Regions from separate parts of the Mus musculus genome. Here regions 2, 3, 4, 5, 6 and 7 are each linked to region 1. The links are chromatin contacts, called in public HiChIP or PLAC-seq, Micro-C and promoter capture Hi-C maps. All regions are on one chromosome and are shown on one strand. The core of a region is the stretch at or near the end of the contact, and the rest is flanking DNA. Distances in the headings are between cores, read along the strand shown. Region 1 holds the start of Dusp1 (dual specificity phosphatase 1). Region 2 has its middle 8.2 kb from the start of Zbtb9. Region 3 holds the start of Decr2 (2-4-dienoyl-Coenzyme A reductase 2, peroxisomal). Region 4 holds the start of Kifc5b (kinesin family member C5B). Region 5 holds the start of Pgap6 (post-glycosylphosphatidylinositol attachment to proteins 6). Region 6 overlaps Gm41555 (a long non-coding RNA gene). Region 7 holds the start of Axin1 (axin 1).

The links. Promoter capture Hi-C pulls out the DNA fragments that hold promoters and counts their contacts. Hi-C and Micro-C count contacts between places; a contact is called where the count stands out from the background. HiChIP or PLAC-seq counts read pairs in DNA pulled down with a chosen protein or histone mark.
Region 2: a contact with region 1 is called in a promoter capture Hi-C map of pre-B cells, with 2.0 times the contacts expected there. The contact joins the enhancer-like site here to the promoter of Dusp1 in region 1. A contact is called at or near these places in 6 of 39 promoter capture datasets (the 3T3-L1 cell line, the HPC-7 cell line, HPC-7-derived erythroid cells and 3 more) and 5 of 115 datasets of contacts at active chromatin or transcription factors (effector CD8 T cells, large pre-B cells, memory CD8 T cells and 2 more).
Region 3: a contact with region 1 is called in a FOXA1 HiChIP or PLAC-seq map of pancreatic cancer cells. The contact joins the promoter of Decr2 here to the promoter of Dusp1 in region 1. A contact is called at or near these places in 5 of 39 promoter capture datasets (the 3T3-L1 cell line, hippocampal neurons, liver and 2 more), 2 of 115 datasets of contacts at active chromatin or transcription factors (memory CD8 T cells and pancreatic cancer cells) and 1 of 9 other capture datasets (macrophages).
Region 4: a promoter capture Hi-C map of neural stem cells shows a contact between it and region 1. The contact joins the promoter of Kifc5b here to the promoter of Dusp1 in region 1. A contact is called at or near these places in 3 of 39 promoter capture datasets (embryonic stem cells, hippocampal neurons and neural stem cells), 1 of 484 Hi-C or Micro-C datasets (B cells), 3 of 115 datasets of contacts at active chromatin or transcription factors (large pre-B cells, memory CD8 T cells and stem cell-derived neural progenitor cells) and 1 of 9 other capture datasets (liver).
Region 5: a FOXA1 HiChIP or PLAC-seq map of pancreatic cancer cells shows a contact between it and region 1. The contact joins the promoter of Pgap6 here to the promoter of Dusp1 in region 1. A contact is called at or near these places in 2 of 39 promoter capture datasets (liver and pre-B cells) and 4 of 115 datasets of contacts at active chromatin or transcription factors (bone marrow-derived macrophages, memory CD8 T cells, microglia and 1 more).
Region 6: a contact with region 1 is called in a promoter capture Hi-C map of hippocampal neurons, with 4 times the contacts expected there. The contact joins the enhancer-like site here to the promoter of Dusp1 in region 1. A contact is called at or near these places in 13 of 39 promoter capture datasets (the 3T3-L1 cell line, 3T3-L1-derived adipocytes, the C10 cell line and 8 more), 1 of 15 datasets of contacts at CTCF or cohesin (the NIH/3T3 cell line), 4 of 484 Hi-C or Micro-C datasets (the G1E-ER4 cell line, the N1E-115 cell line, cerebral cortex and 1 more), 18 of 115 datasets of contacts at active chromatin or transcription factors (DN3 thymocytes, the NIH/3T3 cell line, acute myeloid leukemia and 15 more) and 2 of 9 other capture datasets (adipose tissue and embryonic stem cells).
Region 7: a Micro-C map of the G1E-ER4 cell line shows a contact between it and region 1. The contact joins the promoter of Axin1 here to the promoter of Dusp1 in region 1. A contact is called at or near these places in 3 of 39 promoter capture datasets (hippocampal neurons, neural stem cells and pre-B cells), 2 of 484 Hi-C or Micro-C datasets (the G1E-ER4 cell line and double positive thymocytes) and 3 of 115 datasets of contacts at active chromatin or transcription factors (bone marrow-derived macrophages, memory CD8 T cells and pancreatic cancer cells).

Annotation. Positions count from the first base shown.
Region 1 is chr17:26,506,751-26,511,035 of GRCm38.p6, reverse strand. Dusp1 (dual specificity phosphatase 1) reads left to right here and starts at 2,564. Exons shown (of 4, transcript NM_013642.3): 1 at 2,564-3,079; 2 at 3,317-3,462; 3 at 3,832-4,051. The coding sequence starts at 2,713.
Region 2 is chr17:26,979,200-26,983,484 of GRCm38.p6, reverse strand. No RefSeq gene overlaps it. Among named protein-coding and RNA genes, the nearest start is that of Zbtb9, 8.2 kb to the right of the region's middle. Within about 2 kb of position 2,179, at least 47 of the 459 cell types and tissues checked have an H3K27ac peak or open chromatin away from gene starts, as enhancers often do. A contact at or near this core is called in the HPC-7 cell line, effector CD8 T cells, memory CD8 T cells and 2 more, where this site is marked.
Region 3 is chr17:26,088,355-26,092,639 of GRCm38.p6, reverse strand. Decr2 (2-4-dienoyl-Coenzyme A reductase 2, peroxisomal) reads left to right here and starts at 2,476. Exons shown (of 9, transcript NM_011933.2): 1 at 2,476-2,676; 2 at 3,643-3,711. The coding sequence starts at 2,597. It overlaps Nme4 (NME/NM23 nucleoside diphosphate kinase 4), which reads left to right. Exons shown (of 5, transcript NM_019731.1): 5 at 488-895. The coding sequence ends at 611.
Region 4 is chr17:26,914,922-26,919,206 of GRCm38.p6, reverse strand. It overlaps Kifc5b (kinesin family member C5B), which reads right to left and starts at 2,116. Exons shown (of 11, transcript NM_053173.2): 1 at 1,922-2,116. The coding sequence starts at 1,939.
Region 5 is chr17:26,111,008-26,115,292 of GRCm38.p6, reverse strand. Pgap6 (post-glycosylphosphatidylinositol attachment to proteins 6) reads right to left here and starts at 1,977. Exons shown (of 13, transcript NM_021793.2): 1 at 1,726-1,977. The coding sequence starts at 1,843.
Region 6 is chr17:26,892,644-26,896,928 of GRCm38.p6, reverse strand. It overlaps Gm41555 (a long non-coding RNA gene), which reads left to right. Exons shown (of 4, transcript XR_876700.1): 4 at 179-613. Among named protein-coding and RNA genes, the nearest start is that of Gm41555, 5.9 kb to the left of the region's middle. Within about 2 kb of position 2,363, at least 47 of the 459 cell types and tissues checked have an H3K27ac peak or open chromatin away from gene starts, as enhancers often do. A contact at or near this core is called in DN3 thymocytes, the N1E-115 cell line, cerebral cortex and 2 more, where this site is marked.
Region 7 is chr17:26,136,343-26,140,627 of GRCm38.p6, reverse strand. It overlaps Axin1 (axin 1), which reads right to left and starts at 1,942. Exons shown (of 11, transcript NM_009733.2): 1 at 1,587-1,942. Gm46600 (a long non-coding RNA gene) reads left to right here and starts at 1,876. Exons shown (of 3, transcript XR_001782196.2): 1 at 1,876-2,227; 2 at 3,287-3,355; 3 at 3,815-3,843.

The sequences.
Region 1 (4,285 bases), core at 1,315-3,814:
GAGTAGACAGTGAGAAGGATGCACTTTCAGCCATTATTGGGAAGCCCCTCCCCTAGCCCCACCCCAACACCAAGACAAATCCAAATGAGAGGAACTGACAGGTTCATAGGCTGGTGCCAAGCCTGCACACCGACTGTCCCCACAGGTCCCGTATAGAAGCTGCTGCTTCTCGCCCAGTCACAGGGAGCTGTGGCATGGTAAAGTGAATGAGGAGAGGCCACACAGTTAAAGGGGAGAGGCAGGCTAAGTCTTTTGGCTGATTCTTATCACCCCCTGTGGCCTCTAACGTTGCTTGTTGCTTCTAAACACACCTGGAATGGGGAGGCTCTCAGGTCAGGGAGGCCTCTCCTAGAGTTGAAATCTACTGCCTCACACTGTCCCCGGCCCTCAGCAGCTAAGCCTCCAATGCAGCAGCAGCCTCTCTGGTTCTGCCCCAGAAACCAAGGCATCCTCACTACCTGGATTGTGACCTGCGGCGGCTATACCTTTGCTAACACTCTCTGAACGAGTGGATCTTAGTGTAAGTCTCTCTGGCACCTGGAGAGAGCTTTCTCTCAACTGGGGCTCCAAGCAATCAATGCCTATAGGTGTCTCTCAAGTCGCACCTGGCGTGATTCCCTAAGGTTCTGAAACACACAGCACATGGCCCATGTGATCCAAGCATCATTGTGTTGGGAAGGGAAAAACTGAGAGTGGGTGACTCACGGGAGGGGAAAGGTCTGGGTGTTCTGCCCCTTCTGCTTCACAAGGGAATGCCACCGAGTCACGCATGGTACCAGCTGTACTGAAACTACCTTGCAGGCTCATCCGGGAAGAGGATGGCTGGCTCCCCAACAGTCAACTGGCAGCAGTTCCAGCTCTTTAGGCTCCTTCTAGGAAGGGAAGAGGGCAGAACTCCACAGCGACCAGCAGACCTCTGACTTCAGTGCCCAACCATGCCACTGTACTCATATAAAAAGGTCTTTTTGAAAAGTTTGGGTAGAGAAGGGTATAATGAATGGCCTTGCAAAAACAAAAATAAAAGGAAAATTTGAAGTTGGTATGCAGTTTGAAAAGGCAGCAGCTGTAACATTTTATGATTCAATGCAAAAAATATGTTGAGGTCCTCAGCTGAATAAGTAGAATAAACAAATAATTTTTTTCTTTCTGTCGCTCTTCTGAGATGTAGGGAGGGTGGTGTTATCTGAAGATTTCTTTGCTGTTCTTTTAGGATCAATGCTCAAAGGAATGTAAAAACGCCCTTTAAAAATAACGTATTCTGAATTTACAGAAGAATCTAGGCAGAGCGCAAGAGCTAAGAGAGGCCAAAGCGGACGTTGCTGGGCAAAGACACATGGTAGTAAGACACCTCCCCTTGCAAAGAGGAAGAAACCGCAGAATGTTCCTGACTCGGCACCCCTTCAGAGTGGTGCAATGTTTATGTTTGTGTATCCAACTCCGTGGTGTTGCGGCGGACTCACTGCCTACCCTGTAGTCATGGAGTTTTGTGGAAGGACACACACACACACACCATTTCGGTCTTCCCAGGTGTGATGAGTACAGTTTGTCCCACAGAGTGGCGGATTCAAGGCTCTTGGCCCTGAGTCCTTGGTGTGCTCAGCTTCTGTTCAGTGGAGATGAAAGGCACGAGGGCAGATGCCTTTAATCCTTAGTAAGTCAGGGACAGGAGGATCTCTATGAGTTCAAGACTAGCCAGAGCTACACAGCAAGATCCTCTCTGAAACAAACAAAACAAAACAAAAGAAAGTTGTGTTGGGGGACAGAGGAGCAGCGGCTAGCAGCATCCTCTTGATGCCACGCGACGACAATGTTCTGGGCCGTCCCTAGGCGGCGCTGTGGAGCTCTACCCAAGTCTCCCCCACCCCACCCCCCCAACCCCAATGTTAAACCTGGGCTCCAAAGATCTTGCAACCCTCCTCCCTTTGCTCCAAGTAAGTCCTCTAGGGACCACCGCGGTAAAGATAACACTCCGGGGTGGGGGGTGGGAACTAACTGGAAGCATTCCCTTGTTCAGCGTAAAACTTTTAAAGTGACATTCAAGAAGGACGTCTCAACTCTCGCCATTTGTCCTCGGTATAGCCAGAGGGCTATAGACCGAATTAGTCATCTCTCACTACCCACTCCCCTTTCCCGCTCAGCTCGCCACGCCCACCACTCCAGCAGCCAGAGCCGGGCCAGCTGAGAACGTGATACCAGGAGTGGCCCCGCTCGTTCGGCGGAGACCCGCGGAGGGGAGCAGGGCAGGTGTCCTCAGGCCGCGCGTCCTGGCCACCCGGGCTGGCAGCGCGCCGTCCTGCCTGCGAGCCCAGAGGACAGGAGGGTGGGGGCCGGGCTGCGAGCCAGCGCTCAGAGCCGAGAGGCTCCTAGGCCGATGACGTCTTTGCTTTTGGCTTTGGCGGCGCCAAGCTCGGTAGGGCGGGTGACGTCACCGCCCGGTCACGTGTCTGCCATTCAAACAAACAAACCGTTCTCCCCCACCCCCACCCCACCCCCCGCTTCTGTGCCGCGCCCGGGACCGCCCCCGAGAGGCTACATAAAACCGCGCTCCGTCGGACGAGCGCGCAGTGAAGGACTGGCGGGAGGAAAGCGCGGTGAAGCCAGATTAGGAGCAGCGAGCACTTGGGGACTTAGGGCCACAGGACACCGCACAAGATCGACCGACTTTTTCTGGAGAACCGCAGAACGGGCACGCTGGGGTCGCTGGGGCTGGCCATGGTGATGGAGGTGGGCATCCTGGACGCCGGGGGGCTGCGCGCGCTGCTGCGAGAGGGCGCCGCGCAGTGCCTGTTGTTGGATTGTCGCTCCTTCTTCGCTTTCAACGCCGGCCACATCGCGGGCTCAGTGAACGTGCGCTTCAGCACCATCGTGCGGCGCCGCGCCAAGGGCGCCATGGGCCTGGAGCATATCGTGCCCAACGCTGAACTGCGTGGCCGCCTGCTGGCCGGAGCCTACCACGCCGTGGTGCTGCTGGACGAGCGCAGCGCCTCCCTGGACGGCGCCAAGCGCGACGGCACCCTGGCCCTGGCCGCGGGCGCGCTCTGCCGAGAGGCGCGCTCCACTCAAGTCTTCTTTCTCCAAGGTACGCTCTAGCTCTGGCAGGACTTATGCCATCAGCTAGGGAAGGGGCGTCCCACCTGGAGTATGGGGGCGCCGGCGTCCAGTCTCCAGGGGCTTGTCAGTGGCTTTGTTTCACTCCCATAACAAAGACTTCCTTAAGCCTTCCTTGTAAACTCGCAGCCCCTGGTGGGTGAGTGGCTTGTCTCCAGGTACTGTGTCGGTGGTGCTAATGAGAAAATATGTACCTTTGTATTCTCAGGAGGATATGAAGCGTTTTCGGCTTCCTGCCCTGAGCTGTGCAGCAAACAGTCCACCCCCACGGGGCTCAGCCTCCCCCTGAGTACTAGTGTGCCTGACAGTGCAGAATCCGGATGCAGCTCCTGTAGTACCCCTCTCTACGATCAGGTTAGTAGGAGTCCGGGTCCATGCAGGGCAGGGAGGTGGCAGAGCTGGCAGAGGTCTAGGAGGATTGTGCCAGGAGGATATAGAAAGCGGCTGCAGCTTTATTTATACTAGCGGGGACACGAGGATCTTTAGTCCATCATGAAGCAATTGGATGGAGCTGAGTCTCCCAGTTGCTGGCACGGAAGAGCTTGTTGGCTCTGTCCAGGCCAATGGGCTTGATTCTTTACGAATATTTTAATATGTCAACAGCAGTGCTGAGGTCACCAGTTTCAGAAACTCCCGTTTTCAGCGGGGAGTTTTTGTGGGCATGGGTACTGGTGCTCACGCTGGACGAGCTTGACGAATGCTGGACTGTTTTTTTGACTTCAGGGGGGCCCAGTGGAGATCCTGTCCTTCCTGTACCTGGGCAGTGCCTATCACGCTTCTCGGAAGGATATGCTTGACGCCTTGGGCATCACCGCCTTGATCAACGTCTCAGCCAATTGTCCTAACCACTTTGAGGGTCACTACCAGTACAAGAGCATCCCTGTGGAGGACAACCACAAGGCAGACATCAGCTCCTGGTTCAACGAGGCTATTGACTTCATAGGTAAATGGAATAACTATCTGGAACCTCTGCTTCTGTCCCTACTGTAGCCACTGAGCCCAGTCTTTTGGGTGGCAGCTTAAATGATCCTCACCCAAGCCTTCCTCCTCACTGAGACTCAGTTGAACTGACTGTCTTGTCCAGGATTATAAGTGTAGATACCCAGTCCGGGTTTAAATCCCCTGCTATCCTTTGCATAGTATACACATAGGGTCTGCATGACTGCAAGAGGCAGAC
Region 2 (4,285 bases), core at 930-3,429, 470 kb before region 1:
TACGGAGGCTAGAAGCTTTGTGGACTAGGCCTAGGTTAGCTGACTGAGACAGTAAGCCTCAAAGATGACAATTACATCAGGAAATAAAAGTTACTTTAGTAACACAGTGTGTCTCTGAACTGGACACAGGTTAAGGCACATTCAGTGGCACCTAGTTTGTTGCTGTATTCTGCATAACCTGCAGAATACAGGCAGCCCAGTGCACCACTTGTCCCCCGGGAGTGTGTCATGCTTTGTCAGAGTTCAAGCAGCTGCTTCCACCCGTGGAGACTCCTGCTAAGGAAAGAAGCTCAACAGCTTCTTAGACTTGGATGTGGTTGGATGCCTGAGGTTCACTTGTCTCCCTTGGGCCTTCTATAGCCATTTACTGAATGTCATCACCCCTGGGTGAACCAAGGTGACCATGGCCTCCTCGTGGCCCTTCTAACCTGTTTATCTTCTCATCCTTTCATCTTCAGCAGCCAGGCTTAAGCTCATGTTAGCTGGTGTTGAATGCACTCAGCATGTTCTCTACCATTCAGATAAGTCCCTGTTCTAATACCATGGCTTTGAACATACACATATATACGTGTAAAATTATGTATATTTATATATAATTTTAAAGCTGGCTTTGACAACTCACACTTCGAACTACAACTCTTAGGCAGCTAGGAAGAAGGATTTCCACTCTCAGTGCAAGCCTGGGTGATTCTGTTTCAAAAAATAAGAAAGAAAAACCACTTTTGCACTAGTCTTTGTGGTACATGACCCCAGTTATAGTGCTAGGAAGGAAGAAGCAGGAGGATCTTGGGCAATTACAAAGCCAGCTTAGACTGCAGGAGAAGACCTTGTCTCAGGTATAATAATAATAATAATAATAATAATAATAATAATAATAATAATAATAATAATTTCCTAACTATGATCCATGCCGGGCAGTGGTGGCGCTCATCTTTAATCCCAGCAATTGGGAGGCAGAGGCAGGTGGATTTCTGAGTTCGAGGCCAGCCTGGTCTACAGAGTGAGTTCCAGCTAGGGCTACACAGAGAAACCCTGTATCGAAAAACCAAAAACTGTGATCCATAATAGTTATATTTTAAAAACTATTTCTATTGTTTTGTGTCTATTTGTATATCCTCTGTGTGTCAGGGTGTGGTTACCTGTGCATGCTTTGTGTGTCTGTGTGTGTGTGTGTGTGTGTGTGTGTGTGTGTGTGTGTGTGTGTAACATCCATCCAGAGGATGGTACTGGGTGTCGTCTTCCTCTATGGCTCTTCACCTTATCACTTCTTTACGTTTCCTTTTTCTTTTTTTCTTTCGAGACAGGGTTTCTCTGTGTAGCCCTGGCTATCCTGGAACACACTCTGTAGACCAGGCTGGCCTCCAACTCTGAAATCTGCCTGCCTCTGCCTCCCGAGTGCTGGGATTAAAGGCCACATACAGCTTTTCTCAAATGCTGGGGATCTGAGCTCACACTAGCATAGCATTCTGCCCACCACCACCTGAGTCATCTCTACAGCCACTAACATTCCTCTGTGTGCTTATTTTTAAGGCAGGTTCTTATTATTCAGGCTTCACTGACCTGGAACTTGCTATATATACGTAGGCCTGTAACTCTCAGAGATCCTTCTCCGAGCAGAGATCAGAGGTGGACGCCATCACAGCCAGCCACCAAATTCTTTTAAATCCATCCTTTCCCTTCTTGCAAAGCACTTTTTCGTGTCAAGCTGAGCTGTCTGTCCTCAGTTTCAAGAGCTTTGCTTGTTGACTTATTATCATGCTTCCTGGCCCCAGACATTTGTGTGTGTGTGCTAGCATTTAAGGCTTCATCATTTTCACTGTGGATATTTTTGGCAATACTAACTCCTATGTGGTGGTGGCATTTTCTGCAAGTGGAACATAATGTCTGCTTGTCTTTTTGCGATGTAGCAGCCACTGACGTTAATGCCTTCATCCATTCATTTACTGGGGGCTCTTTTTTTTTTTTATTCCAGCTAATAATGTTTACCATTTTTATCCATTTTGTCTGTGTATAGTTTTGACATTAAGCATGTTCACACAGCCGTGAAATTATCACCATCATCCACCCACTTCCAGAGCTTTGTTCTCTGCTGAAACAGAAGCCACACACCTATGAGCCAAAAGCCCTCTTACTGTTCTCTAGCATGCACAGTGCTTGGTCTCTATGAGTTTAAACAGCCTCTACAGGTTTTCAAAGACGTTTGTCACTCTGCCAGTTACAGAAGAAAATCATCTGTGCTTTTGTGGCTGGTTCATTTCCTGTAGCAGAATATCTCAGTGGTTCATAGTGTCATGGAGTGTGTTAGAGTTCCCTTCACATCTGTGACAGTTAAGCTAGTCAACTTGATAGGATTTAGAAAGCCTAGGACACAAGCCTGAGGCTTTCCAGAGAGGTTCTACTGACATGGGGGTGGGGGGAAGCACCCTGGTGTAGGCAGTGTCATTCCACAGGCTGAAGTTCTGATCACAGGGAATAACAGAACCTACCTCTTCTTGCTCCAACTGTAATGCAGCATCCAGCCACCGTGTGCTGCCTCCCACCCCCTCCCCAACTCCCAGCAGGATGGACTGTGTCTCCTCAAACTGGAAACCAAAAATAAATCTGTAGGTTGCCAGGTATTTGGTCACAGCAACAGGAAAAACACCATACCCTTTGGGGGTGGGAATGAGCCATGAGTGCCATCCATGCACCGGAAGTGGAAGCAGGATCAGGAGTTCAAGACCATCGTTGGTGAGCCTGAGATCAGGCTGAACTCCACGGGACTATATGGAAGGTGAGTAGTTTCCACAGTGTATTCATGTCAGAGGCATGTGCCACGTCTTCAGCCACACAGGTTCTCACACTCCTACATTCCACACAGCACTCGGGTTTGCATAAGCACTCTGCAGTGTTCCTATGGCGGCACAATAACCAAGGGACACATCTCCTTGTGTGTTCTCACTTCAAGTGATACACACCTGACACAGGGATGAAGGTATGGGATGACGTGACTATGACTAACACTCCTGTAAGCACAGGGAGGGAAGTACATGTCACACAGCAGGTCAGGGGTCTGGCAAGATGGCTCAGTGGACAAAGGTGCTGCTGCTGAGGCGGACAACCTGAGTTTGAGCTCCACACTGATGTGGCAGAAGAGGACTGACTCTGCAAGCTGCCCTGACCTCCACACGCAAGCAGCATGCACACACACACACACACACACACACACACACACACACACACACACACACAATAAATGCAATAAAACACACACATATACAGTTTAAGAATATATGCCTTGTATGTTAACAATGATTAAGGAGTCAAGATAAGGGTCACATGACCTCTTGATTTTTGCCATGAAGGACATAGGTAATTTATCCAAGTCACTTTTCATGAAAGCACCTGATCTCTTGGGGTGCTGTTTTGAAAAGGGATCTGGCAAAAGTTTCTTTTCTTTTTGTCCTTACAGTGTTGTATAGCTCAGGATGTCGTTAAACTGGGTTTTAAGGTGACTTTGCTGACACTGACTTTGAATTGCTGCTCCTTCTGCATCACCACGCTCAGCTCAGCCCAACAATCTCAATCTATACTTGCAGTTTTGTTTCTATTCTTCTTATTTTTGGCTTTTCGAGACAGAGTTTCTCTGTGTAGCCTTGACTGTCCTGGAACTTGCTCTTTAGCTACACTAGTCTTGAACTCAGAGATCTACCTGCCTCTGCCTCCAGAGTGCTGGGATTAAAGCCACGTGTCAACAATGCCTAGGTTATCTTTATTAAATTTTCATTTATGTGTATGAGTGTTCCTTCTGCTTGTATATCTGTGCACCATGTGCATGCCTGGTGCCATAGGAGGCCAGAAGAGGAAGTTGGGTCCCTTGGGGCAAGAGTTATAGGCAGTTGTGGGCCATCATGTGGGTGCTGGGCATTGAACCTGAGTCGTCTGTAAGAGCAGAAGTGTTAACTGTCACCTTTCCAGTCCCAATTTAATGTTTCCACACAACTAACAGGTAAGATTGCTGAGGGGCTCAGCAAAGATGTGTCCAGAACAAAAAGACATTATCAGGTAATGATTAAACACAGCATCTGTCTCACAAGATAACCAAGTATTATAAAGATTAAAGAGTGTCAGGCACACCTTTAATCCCACCACGCAGGAGGCAGAGACAGGAGGATCTCTGTAGGTTCCTGACCAGCTTGGTCTACAAATCAAATTCCAGGACAGCCAGAGACTCTCAAAACAAAACATTAACCCTGCCTTAAAATTTACAGGCCAAATGGAGGTAGCTGGGCAGGCTCAACCTTTC
Region 3 (4,285 bases), core at 1,227-3,726, 420 kb after region 1:
ATTTATTTATTTATTTATTTATTTATTTATTTATTTATTTATTTATATTTTATTTTATCTTTGTGTGTGCATATGCCTGTAGTGCCTGCAGAAGCCAGAAGAGGGTGCTAGATGCCTGGAGCCAGAGTTACAGGTAGTTGTGAGCCACTGTATTTGGGTGCTGGGAACCAAGGTCTGGGTCTCTGCAAGAGAGGATGTGCTCCAACTGCCATGCCATCTCTCCAGCCCCCGTCTTCTATTCTGAGACAGGGTCTCCCTCTCTAATCCAGACTGGCCACGATTCAAGGCAGTCCTGCAATCTCAGCTTCTTCAGTGCCCTTGTTATAGGCTTGTAGCACCATAACCAACTCCAAAATCTCCTTCTCTTCTCTACGGTCACCTTGTTCCCTGACAGAGGGCAGCAGGTTAGAGGCAAGATAGCCCTGGGGTCCCAATCCAGACTTAAACTGGACTCAACCACAGACTCCACCTTTTCCACCTCTCACAGGAACGTCATCCATGCTAGCGATTCTGTGGATGGGGCCCAGAGGGAGATCGAGCTGTGGTTTCAGAGCAGCGAACTGTTGAACTGGGCAGATGGTGGTCACCACAGCAGCTGCTACCCTGCCTGAGGGCTTGCACTGCCTTCTGCACTTCAGGTCTACCCATGACCTACTACCTCTGTCAACAAGAAGTCAAGCCCCCATGCTTCCCATGTCCCCAAACCACTCCCTACTCCCGCTCTACCCAACTCCAGCCCAGGGGAGTCTAAGCCTCAACTCTATGTGCCTTTTTGTATCCTAAGTCAATACAATATTGGACCATGTCCTTGTGTACAAAAGTGCCAGACAACCTTTGGGGCATTGTCAAAGGTGACTTCACCTGCCTCAAAGGAGAGACATTAAAATTTTATGCTTAAAATGGAAATGGTCTACTTACTAGTTCTGCTATCTCAGCACTGTGTGACCTTTCCTGGGAGATATGAACAAATGCTTGTTCACCCCCTCTAGGGCACCAATAACAGACTAGAGTAACAATTCCAACCATTTCCAGTTGGTGAACCCATGAGTTCGTTGGACTGGCTTATGGGACCGTGGATGAGAGATTGGCCACAGAAACATGGGTGACCTCAGGACAGCCGAGTCACTGAAAGGTCCCCCTGCCCCCAGCATGGGCAGTGACAGCAAGCCTGATGGGATCCTGCTTTCAGTTTACCTACCTCCTACAGGGGAGTAGAAAGTCCTAGGTGAGGAGTTAAGGCCAGTGTATAATGCCGATCCTGGATTACTACTCCCCTAGTCCCAGCTACCACCGTATTCTACTTATTTCATTGGCACGACTACAGGGCCAAGCTATAGGTCACCAGAGCAATGATGCACCATGATGTCCCATAGTCATGACAAATGTGGAGGAAATTGCTTTACTCAAGCACTTTAATGAGTGTTTTTATGCATGGTATAAAACATTAGGCCTGAAGCTTAGAGCTTTGAGTAAAGAAAGGAAGGATCCCTCGACTTTGGGTAAATGCAAGAACCAAGCAAGAATCCAGGGCCCATGAAATTGAGAATCCAATTGGGGTTCTTTTGCGGGCGCTGGTATAGCTCCTGCCCATCTGATTTGTCTGAGGATGGCAGTAAAGAATAGACCGGACCTGAGGCTTCTTCAAGGCCCAGTGAGCGAGCCTTCAGTAGGAGTACACACCAGTCTTTGTGGGTATTGTGTATCAGGTCTCCTGAAGTTGGAACAGCAGAGCCTAACACTCCAAGGGCTACTCTCATCTCTCCCTCAATGCAACCCAGGCACAAAAGAGTATCCTCCACTCCCGACCTGATGCTGTCCATGATGACCACCACGGCCTGATGTCCATTTATGTTCACATTGACACATGTAAGTCACATCTCACCCCGGATCCCAGAGTCACTGATTCAGTTGCAGGTACATCATGACAGCTTCTGTGGCTAATTTGATAAGTCATTTCACTCTTTGACATCTAGACAATGGAACCCAGTTCTTGGTTCTCTGAGTTTCAGTGCAGTGATTCTTGCCAGCCAGCAAGAGGTTCACTCTGGACTTTCCACCCGGGTTAGCCACGAGAGGGAGCTATTGGGTTTGCAAGCTCCAGATTCTCTGCACTGGGAGGTAGTGTCCAAGAGCGGTGTTCATCTGGAGTTCCGACTTCCACAGCTGATAGCACGCAGCCCGGCCAGCTTGGGTATATGGACTAAGTGGCTGCACAGACACCAACTGGGAAAGGAACCGGGCATTTAACTGGCTGGAGCGTCTCTGGGCCTCTGTATCAGTGCCTCCTCCCATTCTCAGTCCCAGCAGGCTGCGCGCCACCGAGGGCGGGGTGTCCGCCTGGTCGAGTGGGAAGGGCTGGAGGCTGGGAGTTGCGGGAGGGTCTGTGATAGGAAGGCTTGAAGGGCCCAGGCACCTTTTTGGGGTGGGGCGCCCCTGTCCCACCCCCGTCTGATGGGCGGCTTGATGTGGGGGCAGAACTTTGGTCCTGGATCTTTCTGGGCGGAGCGAGCAACCTGCAGAACGCTGCGTTTTGCGTTGGAAAGGTAGATCTGGTTCCTGGTTCCACTGTCCTTGCCATCCCGGACACGCAGCAATCATGGCCCAGCCGCCGCCCGACGTTGAGGGGGATGACTGTCTTCCTGAATACCACCATCTCTTCTGCCCGGATCTTCTCCAGTGAGCTAAAGCAGGGAACCAGGGGGCGATCCAGACTTGGGGCACAGGGTTTAACGAATCTGCCACTGGATGTGACATCACAGAGGACAGATGCTCAGTACTCCGTTCCTGGGCAATCGTAGACCTGAAGTTTCTTGGGGTTCTGGAAGAATGGGATGAGGGACTGAGGGTGGAAGCTGCTCACTTTGTTTTGTTTTGTTTTAGAGACAGGGTTTCTCTGTATAGCCTTGGCTGTCCTGGAAGTCACTTTGTAGACCAGGCTAGCCTCGAACTCAGAAATCCGCCTGCCTCTGCCTCCCGAGTGCTGGAATTAAAGGCGTGCGACACCACGCCCGGCGCTTGCTCACTTTTGAAAACAAGTCTCTCTTGGTAACTTACTACGCAGAAAATTTTAGGCTAAATAAACTCCTTCACCTCCGAACTTCTAGGGAGCCTAAAAATAACCGACTTTAAAGATTGCAGTTTTATGGCTGGGGATTTATGTCTTGCAAATTCATTGAGTACCTGTTTAGCAGGAGCATGTTTTCCTTCATAGCGAAACTGGGTAGAAGTTCATGGAGTGAAAGTTCTCCACGGGCCGCTTATCTATTTGAGCTTGAGTTAACAGAGATCTATCTATCTAAAGCTCTTCGAGATGAGGTTTCTCTGTGAAGCCCTGGCTGTCCTAGAACTCTCTCTGTAGACCAGGCTGGCTTTTAATTCTTGGTCCCCCTGTCTCCACTTCTCACAGGCTGGAATTACAGGCATGCATCCCCCATCAAGCTAAAACATGGTTTTCAAAGAAGAGTTTAGGGACTAGAGAGATGGCTGAATAAGTTCAGAGCACTTACTGTTCTTGCAGGAGACCCAGCATTGGTTCCCAGCATCCACACGAGGACTCAACTCTCTGTAGGCACACAGGCAAAACACTCATACTGGTAAAACAAATAAATATTTAAAAATGACTACATTTTCTTGTTTTTGAAGGGACAAAGTGGCCTTTATCACAGGTGGTGGTTCTGGGATTGGCTTCCGGATCGCAGAGATTTTCATGAGGTACACACTACCGGAACCCTTCCTGCCACCTTACGTCCCTTTGTCTGGATCTTGGTGGATTTGGGGGAGTGGTTGAATGCTGTCTTGGGGAGAGGTCAGGACCTTTGTGGTCTCCTAGAATTAGTTGAGACTGTGTGTGACTAGCCTCACAGCCTCGTACGTTGACGGGGTGCTGCTGATGTGGGAGAAGAGTGTCCCTTGGACACAGGTTTTGTGACCTCATTGAGAGGATTAGCAGCTCGATACCAAAGCTGGTGGAGGCTCAGAATTGTGGAGGTGGAGGTAGAAGAACCCTTCTCCAGTCTTCCCCAGCACTCAGCTTTTCACAACTGGACGTGAGTCCCACAAGAATCGACTGAGGCTCCAAGTAGTAGATTATTATTCAGAGCTGGTGGCTTTATGAAGTTTCTTCTAGTAGAACAAAGCCCTGTCTATTCAGAGTCGGGAAGATTAAATAAGCTGGTGTAGCTTCTATGAAAACCTGTGGAGCAGGTCATAGACACTGTTGTCACCGGGTGGCTCCCCCTCTCAAAATGGGCTCCTGTTCTTCACTCCAGTGTCCCAGCAGGGCCCT
Region 4 (4,285 bases), core at 867-3,366, 410 kb before region 1:
CTGGATCTCCTGGAGGCATTTCCCCAACTGAAGCTCCTTTCTCTGTGATAACTCCAGCCTGTGTCAAGTTGACACAAACTAGCCAGTACAGTAACCAATTACAGTAACCAATTCCTTAGCTGCCACAGCCATATGCATCCCAGGCTAAGCTATGTGGAAGGCAGAGTTTGTAGAGAACAATGTTACACCATAATGTCAAAAGTCACACCTTGACAGTGATGTATATAAAAAAGAAAGATGTTCACTAAATTGGTTCTCATACATTTTCCTAAAAAGTAAACAACAACAAAGTCAGGAGCAGTGACCCCAACCCTCTGGAAGCAGCAGTGGGTAGACCAGTTCTAGCCAGTTCTAGACTCGCCAAAGTAACATGGTAAGACCCTATTTCAAAAAACAAAAACCCAACTTTATTACTAATTGAAAAGCACTACTAGCCGGGCGTAGTGGTGCACGCCTTTAATCCCAGCACTCGGGAGGCAGAGGCAGGAGGTTTTCTGAGTTTGAGGCCAGCCTGGTCTACAGAGTAAATTCCAGGACAGCCAGGGCTACACAGGGAAAACAACTACCACTACCACCCAAAAAAACCCCAACAAAACCAAACAAAACAACAACAAAAAATCAGCAAGCAAACCCTGCTATACTTGGGCATGCTACCAGCTTCAGGTTACTAGATCAAATATATATTGCTTCTTTTGGGTTTGTTTTCCTCTTTTTTTTTTTTTTTTTTTTTTTTTTTTTTTTTTGGAGACAATGTATCAATGGCCTGAATCTCCAAGCTCTGGTCTGAGCCTCCTCACAGGTGACCTCAGGTGCACAACGGACCTCAGGATGGTTTGTTGCTTTTGGTTCAGGGGATTATAGACCCAGGTGTGTTTCTTGGATGCTCCCTAGCACTGCACCACAGACCTCTTCCTTCCAGTTTTAACTCGTACCTTAATGTTGCTCCTCCTAGCTTTCTTCTTCCCCTTCCATCTGCTTGAACCTTTACAGTCCTTCACTCCCTCCCAATAGAGATACAAATTGTATTATGTCTGTCTCCCCAGGGACTGTCAGCTCACTGGTAGCTAGGACTCCTGTCTCCTACATAAGTACAGCTGTGCAGGGCCAGAAGATGCTTGGCAAATACTGCAGGAACAAATCTGAGAAAAACTATTTTACTTTTTAACTGTCACCTGTCACAGTGCAGTGCTCTCCCTTTTGGCTGTGAGTATACCAGAAAGTCTCTTCAAGCTGAACACCGACTGTGAGTCAGTCTAGACTGAAATGCTGGTAAACAAAGAATGCAGGCCGGTCTTTCCTGACACCAGAGAGATCAGTCCATTAATTACCACACACATACGCCTCAGATGCTTGTGGTGGAGAAGGGCACCCCCATAAACTAGTCAGCAGTCCAAATGAGCAAAAGGAAGAGGCAGGCGAGGGAATAAGGATCCTCTGGGCCGATGCCCCCATTTCTCCTCTCCCCTTCCTCTATCTCGATCCAGCAGCAACACAACAGGATATCAGCAAGAAATGTACTTTGCGGACAAGCGACAAGGCTTCTCTCAGAACCCTCGCTTCTCCCACAAGGCGATCTGCAAGAACTGAGAAGCACAAACATGTCGAATCCGCTTGAGAATTCGAAATGGGAAATGCTGGAGGGGGATAAGGGACACGGGATGGTAGCGCCTGCACGACTGGAATGGCGGACCAACGTCGCAGCGACTGTCCTGGGACCTCGCCGTGTGTGTGTGTGTGTGTGTGTGTGTGTGTGTGTGTGTGTGTGTGCCCTCACTGACTCGGCCGCTGGTGTCCTGGGCGCGAGGCGGTGCGACCCTCCCCTGCAGGACGGCTTGCCCCGACCTGTCCCCGGGACTCGGGTCTCCGGGCGGCCGGCCTGCGTCCTCCGCTATTGGCGCCAGGCCGTCACCGCCGCACTCACCTGCGCCTGCACGTCCATGGTGGTCCGCACAGGAAGGGATGCAAAGGCAGCAGGCAGGGTGACGAGACCCGCGTCCTCTCAAGGGCTCGCGCCGCAAAACGTCGGAGCCAGGCCAATTCGCCAGGCCAATCGGCCAAGCCAATCCGCCACACCAGTCACTTTTGAATTTCAACCTCCGCGCAGTCAACGCACTTCAATCCGCAGAGGCCAATCCGCGCCGGCGCTGCGGTCGCGAGCCAATCACGGCGCCCTCCGCCTCCGGGGCCACGCCCCCTGAGTCGCGACTCTTCTAGTCCGCCGGAGCAAGAGAACTAGACCCCTTGGATCCTACTTCCGGATCCGCTCTTCCTTATTTCTCCCTCTCCCCCTCCGGAGCGCGGAGCTAGGCCTCTGGTTGCGTCAGAAGTGCGCGTGTGTGGAGGAGTGGCGTGGGGGAGGCAATACGCATGTGCAAAGGTGCCTGAGCGGTGTCGGGGCGGAGCGAGCGCCACCTAGCGGCTGCTGCTGAACCTGCACACCTCCTCGACAAACCTGTAGACTGGAGACTGTTAAACCGAGGTTGCTCTTGGTCCGCTTTCTCAGGTCCGAAAAGTGGGAGCTGGTTGATGGCGCTGACCTGTCCTCAAAAAAGAAAAAAAGTAAAAGAAAAATTGGAGCCCATATCTGGAGATGTAATAAAGTCATAAGTCTAGAGCAGGTCCGGGAGGATAGCAAACTGGTTATCCCTGAAACTCATATAATGTGGAAGGTGAGAACTAATTCGCCACAAAGTTTTCTGTGCCCCTCCTGCCTCCAATAATATATATTATACATAAACAATATGTATTATATACATAAACATATCTTTACACATATACATAATATATACTCAATAATACCTATTATATATAAGCATATATAATATATATAAATAACATAAATTATATATTTATTTTGTTTTTTCGAGATTGGGTTTCTCTGTGTAGCCCTGATTGTCTTGGAATTCTATTTGTAGAACAGGCTGGCCTTGAACTTAGAGATGCCAGGGCTACCCTGTGCCACCATGCCCAGGTCAATAAACAATCTTTTAGATTAAAAAATCAAAACAAAACTATAAGCCAGGCTTGGTGGCACACACCTTTAATCCCAGTTCCCAGTACTCAGAATGCAGAGGCAGACAGATCTCTTGAGTTCAAGGCCAACCGGGTCTACAAAGTAAATTCCAGGGCAGCCAGGGCTTTGTAGAGAATCCCTGTCTTAAATAAAGAAATACACACATGCATACCTGCATACATACATACATACATACATACATACATACATACATACACACATACATACATAACTGGGTAAATAAACAGTATGTTTCTTGACACCAAGTTGTAAATCTACAGCCCTCTTACTTGAGATGTTTCCAAGTCTACAAATGTTAATGAGGGAACACTAAAAAATTTCTGGTTATAATTTTACAAACTGGTTATAATTTTAAACTAGACAGTATTTCCCTAGTGACTTTCTAGAAAAAAAGCAAAAGTTTTATTGTGTGATAGAATATGAGTTTGTCTTCTACTGAAACCTGTTTTGGGAGTTTATCTTTCTTGGCATGAAGCTTGACAGCAAGGTAAACCAACCTGTGAGATTTTACACATGGGATGGACTGACCTGGCCCCTGCAGCCTTGGGATAGGAGCTGGCTCAGGAAGGACTCTGATGCAGCCAGAGCTCCAAGGCTATCAGCTCTGAGAAGGACACATCTGGACAGCAAAGGGAAAACAAATATCTTCCTTATGTATCAATTAGAATAACAGAGGTTTACCCCCAGCCAGCCCAGGATCCTCACAGTATGTGATCTCAGTGGCTTCTTTGGGGGCTAGGTCAGTCTTCAGCTGTCAGGCAGAGCAGCTGGAGACTGCAGCAGCCACACCCAGAAGGTCTGAGAGATTTTTCTGCAGAGAAAGAACTTGGGAGAACGGACTCACCTTGGTGAAACAGTCAACCCAACAACTTGGGCAGGCCCTGCCAGCAGGCAGTTCTTTGCCCAGTGGTCAGTAGTACCACACTTGAAGCGAGCTCCAGGGGAGTGAGTTGCTGCAAATCTTCTTTGGAGACAGCCTCCTGCTGCTATCAGGAGCTGGTATTTGTGGTCAGGGGAACCGTAAATGCAATAGTCAGCAGAGCTCTGAGGGGTTTGAGAGGCAATATGTAATCCTTCTATTAGGTAGACCTGATTTTAAACAAATACTTGTTTTAGTTATTTGCTTTAGGCTTAACCTTGCCAATAGTCAGGGTTTGTATATGCTTGGCCCAGGGAGTGGCACTATTTGGAGGTGTTCCCTTTTTGGAGTAGGCGTGTCACTGTGGGTGTGGGCTTTAAGACCCTACTCCT
Region 5 (4,285 bases), core at 728-3,227, 400 kb after region 1:
TGAAGGGAGGGACACTTGGAATAGAGCTGACATCTGTGATGTTTAGATACCTAGATGAGACCCAAGTACCAAACTCTCATGTCTAAATAACCTCTCCAGACTTCCTTGATGAGACACACACTTACTTTGTTGAACACATATGACCTAGACAACTGGCATGGTAGGGTGAGCCCTGCCTGCCCCACACACCACCCCCATTGGCATAAGGTTGAGTAGAGAGTGGGAAAAGAAAGTCCTGAACTTTCCCTGAGAATTTAAGCAAAGGTACTCTGCCCCACACCTTCCAAACCCCAGCAACTGTCAGAGATACTACCCACACGTCAAAGCAGCCAGGGCCACAGAGCCACTTGTCCCCCACCCAGCCATCAACTCTCACTTGGGCTTAATCCCAGGGCTGGAGAAGGAGGAACAAATAGGATGTGGTATGGAGCAATCTATCAGAAGGTCTTTAGGGAACACTGCCTTTCATTTCAAACTATACCAACTCCTCGGAAACCAAAAACAACAACCCTCAAAGAAACAAGAGCTCCGGGCTGGAGAGATGGCTCAGCGGTTAAGATCACTGACTGCTCTTCCAAATGTCCTGAGTGCAAATCCCAGTAACCACATGGTGGCTCACAACCATCCCTAGTGAGATTTGACTCCCCCTTCTGGAGTGTCTGAAGACAGCTACAGTGTACTTACATATAATAAATAAATAAATCTTTAAAAAAAGAAACAAGGGGCTGGTGAGATGGCTCAGTGGGTAAGAGCACCCGACTGCTCTTCCGAAGGTCCGAAGTTCAAATCCCAGCAACCACATGGTGGCTCACAACCATCCGTAATGAGATCTGACTCCCTCTTCCGGAGTGTCTGAAGACAGCTACAGTGTAATTACATATAATAAAAATAAATAAATAAGTAAATAAATAAATAAATAAAAAAGAAAGAAACAAGAGCTCCAAGGGAGGAGGGGGTGGAAATGGGAGGTACAGTCAACATCCGGAAAGGTCCAAGGAACACCAGGTAGCACAAAGGTCTCCCGGGGAGTTTCCCGCCGGGCAAGAGAAGGGAAAGTACTCATCTTTCCTATTTCTAAATGTCTGCGGGTAGGCAGAACACAGAGGGTCAAAGATCTAACTGCCTCCTTAAACTGTAGTCCAGTGCGTTCCCACTTGCGGAGCAGAAATAACAAAAAGCAGTTAGGAAGCTCCCCTATAAGGGAGTACCCTTTCTTTACATCCATTCTGGTCAGCCAGCTTCTCTAGGGCCAGCTGGCAGCACAGTCGGTGAGAAGCAAAATCAGCAATCAAGAGTGACCTTCCTGGGATTGGATTAGGAACATAATGCTGGTTAGACCCCCCCTAGTCCAGGGTCTGCCCAACTTTCTCTAGCTCAACCCTTCTACCAGATACTGTCCCTTGCGTCACCACGGTTCAGCTATTCTTCGGAGATAGGTTCCTCTACCTCCCAGCTCTTGGGTGCCACAGTCGCGTCTCTAAAGCACAGGAGAGACGGACCGGTAGAATCCGCTCCAAGTGAGCGAACTCGGCGGGCCCGGAACGGAAAAGCGGGCATGGGGGTTTTTCTGGCCCGGATGCCCCGCAGGGGGCGCAACCCAAGATGAGAACCTCGTTTCAACGCCGCGCCAGGTGAACGCACAGGTGCCCCCCGTGAGTCACAATCCCCGCCTCCCGCCCGCCCCCGGCCCGCGCCGCGGATGGCGCTGTAGGCCCGCGGGCTCACCGCTCTCCTTGCTGTTGCTGGCGGCGGCAGGCGGAGGCCGAGCCAGGAGCAGCAGCAGCAGCAGCAGTGACCCGGTCGCTGCCTCCCGCGCTGTGCCCCCGGCCCCAACCCGGCCCATGGCTCGGCGCTCAGCCCGAGCTACCCCTCCCGCGTCCCGCGCCGCTCGCCCCCGCCTGGGCAGCCCCCGCCGCCTCTGCGGCCGCCGCCACTGCCTCTGCCCGGAGCTCCCATGGCTCCGATAGACCTGCCGCCAGCGCCCCGGGCACTTCCGCCTCCGAGGCCCCGCCCCGCAGGGAGCCGGCCTGCGGTCTAGGTTCCTGAGGATGCTGGACCGCGTCACCTTGGCCAGAGTGGAGGCGAACAGCAGGGGGCCGAAAAGGTCTCATTGGAAGGGGACACGGATTCACTGGGGATCACTCAGCTTGAGGGGGTGGGCGGCAAAGGATGAAGGGTCCTGTCGAACGCTTTGGGGTACCAGACGACAGATGTCACGTATACGTGACATATACGCCCGAAGGTGCACTCTGACCTTGCCTGGAAGAACCGAACCTCCAGCTGCTCTCAGGACCCCTCACACCATAACCATAAACTGCCGCAAAAGTATAAGAGACCAAATGGAAACGGGAAGGTGCACTTTGAGTAACCGAGTTTCATGTCAGTGTCAGATGAACTACTCTGGGTACCAAAGGGATATATTCCAAACATGTTAAAGATGTGGTTGCAAACTGAAAGCCCAAAAAGAGAAGTTGAGGCTTTTTTCAGAGGGGTTCGATGCAACAACAAAAGTAAAACAATGCACTAAAAACATGCGTACAAAAATAAGCCAAACATTTGTGGCCCGTGCCTTTAATTCCAGCACTGGGGAGGCAAAGGCAGGCAGACCTCTGAGTTCAAGGCCAGGGTAGTTTACAAATAAAGTCCAGGACAGCCAAAGCTATTACACAGAGAAACCCTGTCTTGAGAAAAAAAAATTATAAATAACACCAGGTCAGGTTGCAGCCTATCATGAAAAGCTGAGTACAGTGGATCTCAGCTGAAGTCCCAGTGCTGGCAAGGCTAGAACAAGAAAATCACCAAGAGTGAGGCCAGCCTGACCTACAGATACTAGTAAAGTGCTCCCCACATCAGTATTACCTGCCTTTTCAGGAAAGTGATAAGGGACCAGGGTGGTCATGGTGCACACCTTTAATCCCAGCACTTGGGAGGCAGAGACAGACCAACCTCTGAGTTCCAGGTACTCAGAGAAACCCTGTTTTGAAAAGCTGGGGGAAAAAAGTCAAAGTGCTACATGCTACAGGATTCCTAAAACATTATGCAAATTAGAACAACAGGACCACCTCCTGTGTTAGAGAATGTTAAAAAGTTGGAGCATATTTATCCTTTTGCCAAACAAAGATCAAAAAGCTCTTTGGGGAGATGGGGCCCAAATTAAGGAATGTCCCCAAGGAGCCTCCGAACTCTCCAAAAATAGCCCCAGCCTGTAGGAAAACTATTTCCTTTGTTATCCTGCCAGGGTTCACTGAAGTGTGGGGCTGCATCCACCCACTGTTCTAATGGTAGATGCATATATAAAGTGGTCACCCCTACTGAAAGTGACTGTGGTCACATGAGAAAGGGCTGGTGGGGCAGAGCACACCTGTATCTCAGCACAAGGAAGGAAGAAAGGCCCCACCCACCGGCAAGGCAAGTGGATATCTAAATTCAAGGCCGGCCTCGGGTACAAAGGGAGTTCCAGGACAGCCAGGGCTACACAAGAACTCCTTTCTCAACACCTCCCCTTTCTCCTCAAGAAAAAAAAGGAAAATATTGTGCTTTGTTTGGGAATGATGTACTGTGTTAGGAAAGTGGGGGGGGGGGGATGTTTTAATTGAGTGAGAGAAATTCACATCTTGTGTTGGAGAGAGTGATAGCCACAGGTTAAAAGCCCTTGCTCCTCTTCTAGAGGACGAAAGTTCAGTTCCCAGAATCCATGTTAAGTGGCTCATAACCACCTGTAACTCCAGCTAGGGGATCAGATAAGCTCCTCTGGTCTCCTAGGCCACTCCCATAGAAAAATAAAATTAATTTTCATGTCTATGTATCAAAGGTATGGAATATCTGCAAAAGAAGTTGGCATCTGGTCACCGTGCTGCGCCCTGGGGGAAGGGAGACAGGAGGCTAGGAATAGAAGACTGAACCATACCTGCTTTTATCGCTTAAATGTTTTACACAGTAGGGGGAAGGGAGAGGTAAGCTTGCTAGCAGCATTGAAGAAGGCATTGAAGACTGAAGGGTGTAGGTCACAGAGGAAGGAAACAAGGTAGCCAAGCTAAAGGAGACCCTTTGTTGCTGTGGAATCCGGCTGAGCCCTGCAGACCCCAGCTGCAGGGGGCCCTCCAGCCACTCTGAATTTAAAGCGACAGAAGTCTTTGAGTGTTACTGCTCCATGCCTGCTGAAGCATCCCACAGTCCCAAGAGCAGCAGACGTGATCAGTACTGAAGTATGCTCTACTGGCTGACCCAGCCTGGACTCAGAGCCCCCTCTCCTCTCTCTGCCCACTCCAAAGCCCTCTCTGAGTGT
Region 6 (4,285 bases), core at 1,114-3,613, 390 kb before region 1:
TGCCTGCTCTAAAAAGCTTTCCCAGCCTCTTGACCGTATTCTGCTTCTGTTCCTATCCCATGGTGCTTTGCAGTGCATGGACATCTCAGTTGTACCCAAAAAGTATTGGGCGGAGAGGAGAGATGCAAAAATGGCCACACTAAGACTCACAGCATTGAATCTTGTATTTTCTCCACAGGTGTGTGAGCCATGGAGGAGAAGGATGCAAGGAGCCAAGGAAGTGTGAAGGCCCCCTTATATCCTCATCATCGCCACAGACAGGGACCACCCAGGCTTCAGACTTGGGAGGGCTCCCAGTACGACGAGTGGCACGTTCAGGCGTGAAGTCAGACTGCTGATACTGTGAGGCAGCAGGAGCTGATAGAAGAACAACCCCCTCCCACATCCACCCCCAAGAAAGCAAGGAAGTAGTGGGCAGGGGCCGCATGGATCCAGGGTGGGCAGAAACGGCAAATGGGCTTGTAGATCTGACTATATAATTTTAGCAACTTTTGATGGCTCCCTTCCCACACCAGATTCCACCATTCTTCCTGACTGGTCCCTACTTATCACCCTATTTGTGTGTCCACAGTAAGGCAACCAGGGTTGGTTCCTATAAATCTGGGCTTCCTCACAGGGTGTGTTAGAATTCATCACAGGAGGAAAGAGCCACTGCCTTCAGGACTAGCTGAACTCAACAGAAACAGAAAACACACACACACACACACACATACACACACACACACACACACAATCTATGCTTCTATTTCAGTGAACTCCCTAAGCTTACCCCAATAGCCCATTCCTGCCTCAGCCTCTGAGACTCCATGCTTAGGCTGAGGACAGGAATTCAGTCCCTCTTCAGGTTCCAGCCTCTGGGTAGCTTTTTGCTGCCATTATACTACTGTTCTGAGTTTTGGCCCAAGCCCCCACCACCTCACCTCTCTCACCCCTGACCCCTCCCCAGGCAACTCCAGAACTCCCACCATCTCCTTGTCTCGCCCTCCTTCCTATTAGCTCTTCATGATCACCCCTTCGTTGATTTGCGACTTTCAGTCCTCTCTCTGCAGGGTCCACACCCTCCTCACTTGCCCTGAGTGGTACCCACACGTTAAGCAGCTGCGTGTTCACAGCTGGTGTCCTTCCATGTAGTCTCCCTCTCACATCCAGTTAGAGGAGCTGGTCAGTATTCCACAGCGCCACCTAGTGGTAGCATGAACAAGGGGGGCCGTCGTGAAAGAGGAGACTGACAGCAGCCTTCAGGACAAAGTTCTAGCAGCAGAGTGGCCTGGAGCCTGTGGCCTCCCCACGTCCCTGGACTCAGGGAGATGCTAAGAACGACTCTCCACTTCTGCCAGGGGGAAACAGAACTACAGAAAATGTGAATGGACCTTAAACTCTCTTACAGCTTCAGGGATAGTGATCTGTGAGTGATGGGCTTCTCAGTGTATTTCCCTACGATTCCAACTTTTCCAGCTTTCCTGGATACTTTAAACACAGGTGCACAGGTGTTTATGCTTGTTAAATGCCAAGGCCAGCTACTCAAAATAGGAGTCACCTCCCTAACCTCCATCCCATCCTCCATAAATGACCAGTAACTATGACAACAGCAAGCCGTGTTTTGTAGACTTCGGGGGATTAATGAAACTACATTAAGGGGACAAAAGATAAAATTTATGCTTGTTCTCCAGGTGACAAATGGACCATATGGTGGTTTTAATGAGAAAGCTCTCATGGGTTTACATACTTGGTTCCCAGTTGGTGGAACTGTTTGGAAAGGCTTAGGAGGTGTGGCCTCGTTGGAGGAGGTGTGTCACTGAGGATGGGCTGGGAGGTTTCAAAAGCCCACGCTAGGCCTGGTTAGCTTTCTCTATTGCATGGTTGGCTCTCAGATGTAAGTTCTCAGCTCCAGCACCATACCTGCCTGCCTGCCACCATGCTTCCCGCTATGCTATGTATGGACTCAGCCTCTGAAACTGAGAGACCTCAATATGTTCTTTCTTCTATAAGTTGCCTTGGTCATGGTGTCTTATCACAGAAATAGGAAAGAAGCCCATATATGTGATGGTGGTCCCATAGGAATATAGTAGAAGAGGGCCCTTTGTGGCCATGCCTGTTGTGATACAGCCAGTGCAAGGCTGCACTTTGTAGCTGTGCTGGTGTAAACAAACCTGCACAACTGGCAGGATCACAAAGGACAGCCACTGTGATTGTGGTCTGCACACAGTGCTTGTGGTAAGTGGCTGCCACAGCTCCGTCTCTGCTGTCGGCTTCGAGTGCATAACACCATGCCGTGCTCTCAGCAGCCCAGCCATTTGGATTTACTGCACACTCCCTAGAGGCATCAAGGAGTCATTCGTGCTTAGTGCCTGACCTAGACAATCTAGGTTTGTGTAAGCGCATGTTTCCATGGTGATGAGACTGCCTAACTGCATGTCTCAGAACACATTCCCAACACAATGTGCTGCCAAATTGAGTTATACAACAGAAAGAGCTGGGTTGGGGGTGCAGCTCAGTAAAGACTGCTCCTCAATGTATGTGAGGCCCTGGCTGCCATCTCCAGCAGGAAACCAAAACCATCAGGGTTTCAGGTGCAGCCACATCAAGCACTCAAATCCCTCCTTCCCTACTTAGAAGCCCAGGCAGGCTTTCCCACAGAGTCCTTTGGGCCTGATCTAGGCACCTAATGTAACACAGCCAGATCTTCAGCCTAAGAGAATACAGCACAGACCCTGCCCACCAAGACCACGCAAGTATTTGGTGTGTCTCTCAAGAGAAACACAAAGGGCAAAAGCACAGAGTAACCAAACACCAGGGCAGGGCCTCCCATGAGCAGGGGTCATACCTCCCTTAAGACAGAATTCCTGATCCTTACTGTCTCTCCCCGCCAGAAAAAGCCAACAGTGGTGGGGAGCAAGAAGGTGGCTCTCCCTAGACACTGTCACCCTGTGATCTTCACGGGCACAGTGGCTTGAGTAGCCTCTGTTCCTTCATGTCTAGCCAGGGCAGCCAGACTCCCAGCGCTGGGTAGCAGGGACGCATAGGCTTGTAAAGCTGTTCCATTCTTCTGTGAACTTCAGCTCACTGTTGACAACTCATTTGATTCTGACATGGTGACACAATGGATGACCGTGGACAAGGAAGAGAAAGTAGAGAAGGCTTCATGCACGACACAGCCAGGAATTGTGTCTCCATAAGGCGGCCGGGAACCAGGACAAAGCCTCTCCTGTGCTGAGACAGTGTGAAGGAACCTCCCTCGGGAGGGAAAGATGTGGTGCCAAGCCAGACACTGAGGGCCACAGTGGCTGCATCCACAACATCAGGACCAGAATGCCTTGGCCAGGGCCTTGGAGGGATAGAACAGGAAATTGGGGCTTAACGGGTACAGAGGTTTCTTCTGAGGTGGTGAAAACACTTGGGAGACAGCTGGTGGCCATACTGTAAAAGTCACAGAGCAGGGAACTGAGGGCTCTAAAATGGCTAATTTTGTGCGATGTAGATTTTACCACAACGTTTTTTAAAGTTTAAAAAAGAAAACTCTGCTTGCCAAATAAAACATCTGTGGGCTGAATTGCACCCGGTTTTCAATCCCTAACAAGCAATCCCCAAGACCCCTTTTTAATGCTCATATCCCGAATCTCCGGGGTGGGGGGGCACCACTCCAACCAGGCAGTGACCAGCCAGCTACCTCCCCAGCAAACAGAAAAGGGCTTCTTTCTGTCTCCCAAACTGGGATGCTTTGGAGCCAGAAAATAAAAGTCTGTTGGAAATGGAACTCGGCCAAGCTTTTCCTTTCTCTTTCTCTTTTTCTTTTCTCTCTCTTTTTTTCCAAGTGCCCTTTGCCACAATGAAGGGCAAAGAGCTACCCCTGAGTGACAGCGATTGGACTTTGTTGATACAGCCCAAGTTCAATTTTTGTGAGGTTCATAATTAAGCTGTCATCCCCCGCTCCGGCGCAATTAGGGCCAACAGCGCGGATGAATGGCCCTGTTATCACGGGAAATTATAAATAGAGGTTCTGCATAGCGTCAGGGCCGAGCTTCTCTAGGCAGAACCAGCAAGCCCGGAGTGTGTCCACCCTCCCTGGCCGACAGACTGACAGCTCCGAGTCCAGCTGTCATCCAGAGCTCAATTCTGTCTCTGTCATCTGAGCCTAGACTGTAGACACAGCTCCACAGCAGGAGACTAGGGCTAGATATGGCCTTTGTGTTCCCTCCCTCCTGGGGCTGCAGTGTCTGTACTGAGCAGAGGGAATGAGCCTCCTCCTGACAGGCTGAGGTGTTGGTGACCAGAGAGACAGGCTGCC
Region 7 (4,285 bases), core at 693-3,192, 370 kb after region 1:
CTCCTATACCTCTCTTTAACCTCAGTCACTTTCTGGTAGTTCTGTCTGCATGTGGTAAGCACATTGGATATCTAAAACATCACACCAGCCCATCGTGTCTACTATGCTCTTATCTAGGATATCATCACAGGAAAAAGGGGCCTGCACTCCTGGCTACCTGTACCTGAACACGAAACATTCCCCAAAATTACTAACACTGAAACAGCCCAATTTCCAATAACCCCTGGGCTCCCACAGAGAACATCTAACACTTAAGGCACACAGAAATACCACACATAAAGCAGCTATGATAATTCAGTAAGAATCTAAAGCCCATTGCACCAAATCCAGCCTCAAATCTGCAACCAAGACTTATAAAGTGACTCTATAAAGGTAATATATAAACCTGATATCATATATAAAATTCCCTTTGACACTGTCAAAACACACAGCCCTGGGTGTATTTGTATATATTGCTTATACTCAAGTATAGCTTCCAAGCTTATGATTTAGGTGGAACGTGGAAGTAATAATATGACTATCATACTAACGAGCCATTGATTAAATTCTTGAAAGGTCAGGACTCTCATTTCATATCTAGTGCAGTCCCCCATCACATAAAGTCGTAACGGTGTTTCTCTGAAAGATGTAGGACAAGTCAATACTGCTGAAAAATCAAACAAAATCTCTGTGCTCCCTATATTTTCTCGGCCCTGAAGTGGGCTCTAAAACTGAAACCAGCTAGTACTGCCTCTCTCAGGTAAAGTCAGACTCCATGTTCTCCAAAACGGACTGTGAGTAAAGGAACGCATTGGAGTAAAGGGGAGGAGTACACAGTTATTGCGAACTCTTTACAAGTTATCTTCAGATGAGCCGAAAAAAATCCTTATGCCCAACTAAAAATGCTCGCTCTGGGCTTTGGTTTTGGGTGAATTTGTTTTGTTTGGGGGGAGCATTATTAAGTAAGGCAATGAACACCAGGACAAGTGGTTATCTGGCAAGCCAAACCACACCAGAGAGTGCCCTCCTTGGATTGTTCTTACTCGTCCCTACTTTACTTTTTCATAGGGACTAGGGGATAGCGCAAAGGAAGACACACACACAGTCTAGCACCAGCAGCTTCTCAGCACCCACTCACCCATATCCTAAATGTGTCCCAGACCCATCAACAGTACACCACACTCGGCAGACACACACCCACCTGTACATCATTCTTAGAATCCTTGCTTTTCCTTAGTCCCTGGTCCTGTTCAAACAGGCCTTGCTTTCCCCATGCCCTACTATCGTCCTGTCCCTGGCACATCGCCCCCCCCACCCCCAAGCCCTTCTCCTCATATATACCTAGCATACCATGCAGTCCCCACGCCTCTACTCATACTGCGGAGCCTGCCACCTCTTCCGCTCAACGTCCCCTTGGATCTCAGGTCTCCCTACGCCGGGCACAACCTCGCACATCAGGGGCCGCGCTCCGGCACGCCTCCCGCCCGCAACCCGCGCGCCCCTCTCTTCCGGGTCCGCGTACGCCGGCCTAGCGCGGCCTACTCCCGCAGCCCCGGGCAGCAGGCCTCCGCGCCACAGGAGCGCGCCCGTCGGCTCCCACTACTCACCAGCGCGCGGCGGCTGTGGAGGCGCGGCCCGGGGCCTGGCTCCCGGCCCGGCGAGGCCCATGCGCTCAGCGGCGGCTCAGCGGGCGGGCCACGGCGGGGGCGCGGCCCTGGGGGGCCCCCATCGCGGCGGCGGCGGCGGCTCGGCGACCCGTGGCCCGGAGGCGGCGCAAGGCAGGCCGCAGAGCGCCGCCAAAACCGGCTGCTCACTCTCACCAGCCCTCTCTGGAACCAGGCTCCAGCCCGACCCCAGCAGGCTCCTGCGGCGGCGGCCGCAAGCGCTTCCCTGAGCCGGGAGCCTGAGCCCAGAGCCCTGAAGCCCAGGCCTGAGCGCCCCCGCCGGCGCCGCCCGGAAGTGCGGGGGCGGGGCCGTGGTGTGGGGCGGGACTGCTGCGGAGGCTGGGTCTCGTTGTAGAGGCAGAACCACGGTGTGGGGCGGAGCTTCTAACACGGGGCGGGTGGGAGTCCGAGGACAAGAAGAGTAAGGGGCAGAGTCTTGAGCGAAAGGCGGGACTGCGGCGTACTCAGGAGCCAAGCACTGTCTTGCGGTGGTGAAGGCGGGGCGTGAACTAGGAGTGCCGCTGAAAAGAAACGTAGCCGCGGAGGATGCCCAATGGGGCAACGACTACTGCTCGTCCCGAAAGGTGCCATGGGAAACAGCCCTGAGCGCGCTCAACAACCACAGCCATCACTGAACCCTAGGCCAGTACACTGAAGGCAGACCACTCATATCTGATCGCAGATGCTATTGAGAGAGTAGAGTTTCTGGGTAGCTGGTCGCCCTCCACACAAATACACACATAACACTTATAATGTCTGCAAGGCATCTCTTGCTAAGTCTGCAAGCGCAAAGAGTCAACTCCATTTTGCCCCACCACAGGAACATAGATGCACAACTCTCTACTTGGCAGGTCTCAACCCTCGGTCAGCCACATCCCAAGGAGAAATATGTGAACACAAGTAATTACTGCACTTAAGAATGTCATCTACCAGTCAAATCAGCCCCTGACACCTCTCAGGTAGTCCATTTTGCAGACAAAAAGTTGTGACCTAGGCTTAGTACGCACCCACCCAGACCTCACCTTGGCCAGAGGACTCCTGGTACCCATACCACCCTATACTGGCTGCATCTGCACTTGCCATCTACATGCTTTTATACTGCTGCTGCCAGTGCCACTGCCATGTTTTGTTCTGGACATTGTTCTCCCTCATTGCCTTGTCCCTTCTTCATGGCTCACAGGCAAAAGCAGTAGTACTGGCTTCAGACTCTAAACCCACAGCTGACTGGGGTGATCCTAACCCTGCCACCTGTCCCTTAAGAGGACTTAGCACAGTACCGAGGACCAGGATTGCTATGTATAGAGAAGGAACCACTTGAACTATAGCTACTAGGGTGACCAAGCCTGACAAATTCCCCTCCTAGACTCATCACTGAGCCTCAGGTCTGGGGCTGGGGTATAGATAGTGCCCCCCCCCTCAAATGCCAGGACAAGTTTCATGTTCACTTCTGTCCATCTAATGCAGCCTCAGGTCCTCCGGCCTCTGGGCACTGGAGACTCTCTAGCAGCCCCTGACCCAGACCATTCAGCCTCATACCATTAGAAGAAACAATCACGACCACTGAGTGAGCAGTAGATAGCCTTGGCCTTGGGCATCCTCCCCACTCCCAAACCCGGACCCCAATGCTTGCCTTGATTCTGTAGAGCTGCTGCTGCGGCCAGGCCAGGCTCTCGGGATCAAGTCCACGTCCATCCTCCTGCTGGCCCACGGTGGTAGGTATCCCCAAGCCCTGGGACCAGAGTAGGGCCCTCGGGCCTCCAGCTCCTCGGGACCCCTGCCCTGCAGGGACAGGAAGGGAATCAGGAAGCCTGGAGGAAATGCAACGGCCTGCTAAGGAGTGCTGGGGGGGGGGGGTGTGGTGGGGGAGAAATTATAAATAGGGGTAAAAGGATTAAATTATGAAGACCTTGAGGGAGTTTCTGCAATGAGAGGGTAAAGGACAGCACTTGAGAGCCTTGAAATGCCTTTGCTCCTCCCAGAATTGCCATTAGCAGCTTTAACTAAATTTTCATGGCATTTGCTCATGTTTCTTGCCAGGAATCAAGAGTTTTAAAAACCCAAACTCATGAGCAGAAATTCTTTTCCTCAATGTAGACATAGAAATATACTTTTGCAAAAAAGGTTTATTTTTATTTTACGTATGTATGTGAGTACACTCTCACTCTCTTCAGACACACCAGAAGAAGGCGTCAGATCTCATCAGAGATGGTTGTGAGCCACCATGCAGTTGCTGGGAAACGAACTTGGAACCTCTGGAAGAGCAGTCAGTGCTCTTAACCACGGAGCCATCTCTCCACCTTGACATAGGAATACTTTTAAATAAAGTGTCTTTTAATAATGATACAAAGAAGCCGGGCGTGGTGGTGCACACCATTAATCCCAACACTCGGGAGGCAGAGGCAGGCAGATTTCTGAGTTCGAGGCCAGCCTGGTCTACAGAGTGAGTTCCAGGACAGCCAGGGCTACACAGAGAAACCCTGTCTCGGAAAAAAAAAAAAAAAAAAGATATAAAGAGCTCCGGGTGTGGTGGCACACGCCTTTAATCCCAGCACTTGGGAGGCAGAGGCAGGCGGATCTCTGAGTTTGAGGCCAGCCTGGTCCAGCCTGGTCCAGCCTGGTCCAGCCTGGTCTACAGAGTGAGT